Linked DNA regions of Mus musculus: region 1 is linked to region 2. Evidence: chromatin contacts called from public Hi-C data. All regions are on one chromosome and are shown on one strand. The core of a region is the stretch at or near the end of the contact, and the rest is flanking DNA. Distances in the headings are between cores, read along the strand shown. Region 1 overlaps Anks1b (ankyrin repeat and sterile alpha motif domain containing 1B). Region 2 overlaps Anks1b (ankyrin repeat and sterile alpha motif domain containing 1B).

Region 1 (3,631 bases), core at 329-2,828, 70 kb after region 2:
TAGACTATACCATTAATAGATAGTATTATTCCTATACTCATATAGATGAGATATACTTCATGTACCATGTAGCATAGTTCAAAAGGGTAGACCTGTTGTCTGGACCACCCTTACATAGGGAATTCAGGGAGATTTCTCATGAATGCTTTGTACTCAACTCTTGTGCTTTCTGGTTTCTTATCAGAGTACAACTAGAGGTAGAAATTGTGTCTTGACTTGTGTTGAACATCTTCTAAATCATCTTCTTCTTATAGCAGAGCCCTGATAGAGTCTCTCTGGCTTTCTCCATCCTGCTTTCCTTTATGGAAGAGTTTGTCAGACAGCCATTATCTTCATACTGCTGTGCTTTTGTGCCTGTTCAGCTCCATTCACATTTTTTCTTCTCTGCATAGAATTCTCATACTCTGAAGGATTGGTGCTCAAATGCAAGAGCGTTGTCTTCTTTCCTTCTTTCTCCCTCATTGGAAATATCTGTTCATTCTTCTAGCACCTATTGCATCTCTAACTACTTACAAATTGTGTCTGGTTTTACTGTCTAGCTATGTCCTTTTATATACCAAGTTCAGGTGTCCTGAGATAGTTTTGTTTCTTTACTTTTCTCAATTTGTAAGCAGTAGTTTTGTACTTGAGTTCATGACACGGGACAGACACACAGGCAAAACCAGGAACTGAATCTTTAAACTGCTTTATTCAGAGAGCTAGAAATCTGGGAAGAAAGTGGGTGCATGTCCTAAAATTTGTCTTACATATTGTCTTTAAGCAGCAGATTTTTTTCAGAGATTCTTTATTGTCACTCCTGTCCTGGTCATGTTTCTGAAACTCAGGGTGCCTTTCTTTTTATCTACTCCTCTCTTGGTAGCAGGCAGTCATTCACAAGCAATACCACACTTGAGTCTCCTATTATCTGTGGGTTTACATTGTGTAGATCAAGAGTCAACACCAAACAAATAAGTTGAGCAATGTGTGTTTAGATTCCTTCCTACAGAATGAGATACAAGTATGCTTTTGTAGCATAGCTATTTGTTCTCATCTGTTTTTGATCAATGACTATTTAAGAAATTGAAGTGATTTTTTTGAGGTAGTAGGTATAAATAATATAATTTTAAATATATTCCTTCTAAGTGGTAGTGAAATTATGTTCATAGCAAGTTCGGGTTAATTTGACACTTTTTTTTTTTTTTTTGCTACTGATATTTGTACAGGAGGAAGTTTTCATTTACTGTTTCTTTTTTTTTCTTCCTGTTTTTGTTGCAAATAAATTCTTCTCTCACATAATACATCCTGACCACAGTTTCCCCTCCCTCCATTCCTCTCAGTTTCCCCCACCTTCCATCTCTCCCAACTCCACTCCTCTTCCATTTTCCTTCAGAAAAGAGGAGCTCTCCAAGAGACAACAGCCAAACAAGACAATACATGATACAATTAGACAAGGTAAAAACCCTCATATTAGCTGAACACAACAACCCAACAGGAGGAAGAGAGTCCCAAGAGCACGCAAAGGAGTCAGAGACCTGCTGGCTCCCAAGCTTAGGATTTTTTAGCATGTGCCTTCATTGGTATAAAAATCACTGAAAAAAAATACTATGTGAGAGGTGACTAATTTTTTAGAAATTGAGAAATTGGCAAGAGCATGAGTAAGACAGGAAATGACTAACTCCAAGTGATAAATGTGGACTTTCAATAAGAAGAAAATGAATATTAACATAATTAAAGCATTTGTTCAAAATAGAAAAATGGTATGACCCAGCCAGCAGGAAGTAGGCAATGAAGAGAGCTGTACACTAGAGATATAGTTATAAATAATATGTGTCTTATCTAAAAATGATTCATGTCAGACCTACATACATTGATAATGGCATAGAAAAACTCCTCATGTAAACTACCAGAACACTGAAAAGAAGAAAACCTTCATTATCAAAGGAAAGTTGACAGACTCACCAGACACTCCTGTTTTCTGCATAGATATAATATCCTATAAGAATGTTACAGGGAGGAAAACAGAGATGGAGTTATATAATTCCACTAAGTTGTACATACAAAGAGTAAGGTTTGGGGCAGCTACAGTTTCCAGACAGAAGAACATACAGGAGGGAGAGAGGGAGGGAGGGGGAGAGGAAGGGAAAGAGGAAGCGAGAGAGAGAGAGAGAGAGAGAGAGAGAGAGAGAGAGAGAGACAGAGAGACAGAGAGACAGAGACAGAGAGACACACAGAGAGAGAGAGACAGAGAGAGAGATATTTTGCCTAAAATTGTCTTTTAATTGTAACAGAATATTAACCTCCACAGACATAGAACAATGTATGTTCATGAAGACAGGAAAAAAAATTCATTGGAAAAAGCAATACTAGGAGAATGTTATTATAAAATTTCCAAGAGTTCAGAAGTATCATGAATTATGATTACCACTAGCCCATTGGTGAGATATTGCTGATCTATTCAGGAAACTTAAATCTTAGTGATGAGTCTAAGCTACTTCTAGAGTAAAGGATAAACTAATATTTTTGATTAATGATTTATTGTTTAAATTAAAATGCAGTTACATCATTCCCCCATTCCCCTTTCTTTTACAGATTATGAAAACAACTTAATAAAGATAGAATCTGGAAACATATGTATGTATATTAACTTTAAAATATTGATTTATAACTAGAATCTATTTTCTTTCCAATTATAGTACACAGTCTTATCTTTTATCCAAGTTTAAAAATGGATAAAATTTCAGGCTTAGTTATTTCAGTGGTTAAAAAAATCTTTTAGAAAATAAAAATTGAGGGCTTTTTCCAATGTAATTTATGATGCTTTTATTGCTGTGCCATTACATAAAGTCCCCCTACCCTATAAGAACTCTGGATCGGTAGCATTCATAAACACATTAACAAAGATGTTTAGATAGTAAAAAAACAGCCAGGCATCAATAACAAATCATTATGCATCACAAGTAAGTATATTTCCGAAGGACTAGCTTAGTTCACCACCATAACTCGGGATCCTCACTCCAGTCCTCTTTCTCATAAGACAAGTGCTGGTTAGTCGGTTTAAAAACAAACATGCAAACAAGCCTTACAGGGAGTCAGAAGATTCTCAGGGGTTAAAGCATTCACTCTGCAAGCCTGAGGACCAGAATTTGAGTCCTGAGAACCTGCTGAAGCTGAGCAAAGTGTCACCCATGTGTAATCTCAGTGCTCCTGTGGCGAGATGGGAGGCAGAGACAAAAGACTCCCTGGAAGCTAGGAGGCAATGGTGAGCAGCAAAGAACAAGGAAAAGGCAAGGACAGACGCAAGAGCATGTATGTGTCAGTGGACACACCACAACCACACATATTAAACAAGCACAAAACACATCATACATAAATACAAATAAAAAAATAGAAATTTAAAAATTTCAGGGCTCTTCACTGGGAACCAAGCAATCCTGAACTAATGGGGCTGGGACAGTTTCAACTCAGATAAGAAAAGTAAAATGAATCCCAGGCTTTAAGATACACAACACAGCATCAAGCTCGGTGAGGGTCAGAGAGCACAGTACAAGAGTAAAATTCTTAATCCATCAGAGGAAGGTATAGTAGGATATCTGCAGGGATGAACAGACCAAAGAGTGTTTTATTGTTCCTCAAAGACCACAAGGGTAATAGA
Region 2 (3,499 bases), core at 808-3,307:
TTTACCAGCACTGCTTCCATAAAATCCAAATTAGCTGTCAACATTTTTTTTTTTAAATCCACAATTGTAGTTGAATCTTCAGAATTTTGGCATCTGTGGAAATACAGGCTTCCATCTTATGTAAGTGCTGAACTTTTAAATGGCGCACCTGCTGTCTTATTAAACACGTTCTGTCCTGGCCTGTTCTTCCTGTGCCATCCAGGCTGAGTGTTCATTGACACTTATCACTGCATTCAGTGTCGTTTCCCCTTTGATTAAGGCAACAGCGGCATGTTTTGATGTCCCCTCTCTATCTGGTTCCACCACTTAGTAGTGGGACAAGTTTGTCACACTCCTCTTGTGAGTTGTCATCTCTAAAATTGAGACAGAGCTGGGAATGGTGGTGCATGCCTGTGAGCTCAGAACTCAGGATGCTAAGCCAGGAAGTTCACAAGTTCAAGGTCAGCCTGGGCTACATGATGAGGTCCTGTCTCAAATCTCAAATCTAACTAACAGCACCCCCTCCAACAAACACACAGACCCAAACAAACTGAGATAATAATAGTGAACAAGCCAGCTTTGTAAGGATTAAGAAGCTTTACTTATGTCAAGCATTTAGAATCATGCTGTTATTTATTATGGTTCTATCAAAAACAAAAAAAAAAAAACAAACAAACAAGAAAAAAGTGAAAGATAGGTTGCATGCAGGATATTCCTTCAAGAGTGACAGGAATGACTTTTTCTGTATATAAATGAAGTTTAGTGTGAGTGTTGTGCTTATCTTTTAAGCTTGCACCACCACTGTCCGTTTCATTCACTCCTGTTGCCCAGGTGGTTGATCACACCCATTGGAATCGAGCATCTCAGTTTTACAGATCACATCTATTCGGAGCATCTTTTGGGGGAACTTTAAATTGTCAAACAGAAAATATTTAACAAGATTAAGGGGATGCTTATGTCTTCGACAGACATGTTTATCTCTAAGGAAACACTGTTTCTACTTAAATGTTTTATTAAGCTCACAGCTTATGAATTTTTTGGACTTCTTTCAGTTTCTGATTATTTTATTTCTTTAAAAACTTGGGATTTATTTGTGGTAGCTCTTGATTTTGAGCACCCATGAATGCAATGGCATATTCACAGATTTAATTCTACCCACAGATTACTTGGAAGGCGCAGGAAGGTCAGCAGCAGTCCTGGAAGAGCATGCTCAGGAAGATACAGCACAAGAGACACACCTTTCGTCTCCTGCCGAGTCTCCTCAAAAGACTAAAAGTGCGTAGTTGGTTAAACCCCTGAAACAGTGCCAGTCATGTCTGGTCAAATTTGTCAAAGTGCATAGGAAGGGTTGGCACCAATAGAAATGTCCAATCAAGGTTTTTTTTGTGTATGTGTGTGTGGTTTATACTTCATATTTTATATATTTCCGTAGTCAGCATTTATAGAGTTTCTGCTGATTGTTTGGAATTATCATGGTAATGACATATGGATTGTTCATGGCACTGACATAGAATTACATGTGTCACTGACCTAGGGATTACATGTGTCACTGACCTAGGGATTACAGGTGTCACTGACACAGGAATTACATGCATCACTGACATAGGGATTGTTCATGGCACTGACATAGGGATTACATGTGTCACTGACCTAGGGATTGCATGTGTCGCTGATTGCATGTGTTACTGACATAGGGCAACAAGCAAGGTAGTTAGCAATCCCAGTAATGAAGTTTATATGGAGTAGAAATGTATTTTCTCTAGCTTTATGAGGTGTATTTGGCAAATACTTTTATATTTGCAGCATATAATGTGAGGTCTTGGCACACACACAGTGAGTTGATTATTACATCTAAACTAATTAACAAATGTGTCACTTTGCACAATCCCCACTTTTTGTTGGTGAAAACAGTATCAAATGTCATGGGAAATTTCCTGAGTTAATCCATTCTCTCCTGACTGAAACTGTGAACCCATTAATCACTCTCTCCATCATTTCCTTCCTACTGTAGACTCTGCTAACCACAATCCCTGTCTGCCTTTATAAGTTAACCTTATATCGCTCATGTTAGTGAGATCATCCAGTATTTGTTTATTTCAGCGTCAGCTTGCTCAGCTTCCAGTGACATCAGGGCTTACTCAAAAGATAGGCACCCTTCTCACAAGTGTTCATAGTGGTCTATTATCCATTTGTATTTTCCCCATCCATCCACCCACCCACCCACCCATCCATCCATCCAACAAAGGACTCTTAATTTTTTCCTCATATCGTAGCAATCCTAACCCATTCAGTTAAAATGGGACACATATGTTTCTATTCAAGATGTCGATTTTATTTACTAGAGGTAGACATTAGAAGTCGGTTACTGGGGGCTGAAATAGCTCAGCTGGGAGAGTGTTAGACTGAAGTAGGTTGCTGTACTGAAGAGCTCTCATGCTTTTCTACAGTGGCCTGTATGTTCCCACAACAGTATACACAAAATTCTTCACCCCAGGCCTCTCCAACATTTGCTTTCTTTTATCATTTTGATAATAACTGTAAAACAAGACCTCTTTGTGGTTTTAATTGGTAGTTCCCTGATGGCCAGTGATGCTGCATATCATTTTAATGTATCTTTCTTTCTTCCTTCCTCTTCCTTTCCTTTCTTCCTTCCTTCCTCTTTCTTTCTTTCTTTCTTTCTTTCTTTCTTTCTTTCTTTCTTTCTTTCTTTCTTTCTTTCTCTCTCTCTTTCTCTCTTTTCTTTCCTTCCTTCCTCCTTTCTTTCTTTCTTTCTTTCTTTCTTTCTTTCTTTCTTTCTTTCTTTCTCTCTCTCTCTCTCTCTCTCTCTCTCTCTCTCTCTCTTTCTTTCTTTCTTTCTTTCTTTGAAAAATAAAAGTATATCACTTGCCAATTTAGCCAATTTAGGTTATTTGATCTTGTTTGGTTACTGAATACACACACACACACACACACACACACACACACACACACACACATGTATATTCAGATATTGAGCCTTTATCAGATCTATGATTTGTAAACATTTTCTTTCACTTGATAAGCTGCCTTTATTTTATGGATTGTTTCCTTGTCCCACAGAAGGCTTCTCCTATGATTTAGTTCATTTACCAACTTTGATTTATTACCCTGGGCTTTTGGTATCTAAAAAAAAAAAAAAGCATTTTTCAGACTGAGGTCAGGAAGCTTTGCACTTTTTCCAGAGGATTTTATGATTTCCTTCATTAAAATCTTAGTGATTTTTCGGCTGATGAATGCATATGGCACAAGGTACATTCACTGTGATTCCTGTCTACAAACATGCAGGCTCCAGCATCCTCTTTTCCATGTTGGAGGTTCCTGGCATTGTTGCTGGGAAGTGTCAATAATAAAAAAGATATTATGCAATCATTAAAACAAGATACATAGATCAGTATAAAAGAAAAAACTAGAAATAAATCTAAAATCTATGCTCATTTCATGTCATCTTAATTAAAATTTTATTGTAATTGCCGCAATTAATTTTCAGAGTAAATTCTGAGTT

The links. A called contact is a pair of places that touch in the nucleus more often than the background predicts.
Region 1: a Hi-C map of pancreatic cancer cells shows a contact between it and region 2, with 2.0 times the contacts expected there. The contact joins two enhancer-like sites. A contact is called at or near these places in 10 of 484 Hi-C or Micro-C datasets (the C2C12 cell line, the STO cell line, embryonic fibroblasts and 5 more) and 1 of 9 other capture datasets (adipose tissue).

What each region holds. Positions count from the first base shown.
Region 1 is chr10:90,143,018-90,146,648 of GRCm38.p6, forward strand. The region is part of intron 8 of Anks1b (ankyrin repeat and sterile alpha motif domain containing 1B); the gene reads left to right. Among named protein-coding and RNA genes, the nearest start is that of Anks1b, 270 kb to the left of the region's middle. Within about 2 kb of position 1,579, at least 17 of the 459 cell types and tissues checked have an H3K27ac peak or open chromatin away from gene starts, as enhancers often do. A contact at or near this core is called in pancreatic cancer cells, where this site is marked.
Region 2 is chr10:90,072,839-90,076,337 of GRCm38.p6, forward strand. Anks1b (ankyrin repeat and sterile alpha motif domain containing 1B) reads left to right here. Exons shown (of 27, transcript NM_001359241.1): 7 at 1,141-1,254. Among named protein-coding and RNA genes, the nearest start is that of Anks1b, 200 kb to the left of the region's middle. Within about 2 kb of position 2,058, at least 2 of the 459 cell types and tissues checked have an H3K27ac peak or open chromatin away from gene starts, as enhancers often do. A contact at or near this core is called in pancreatic cancer cells, where this site is marked.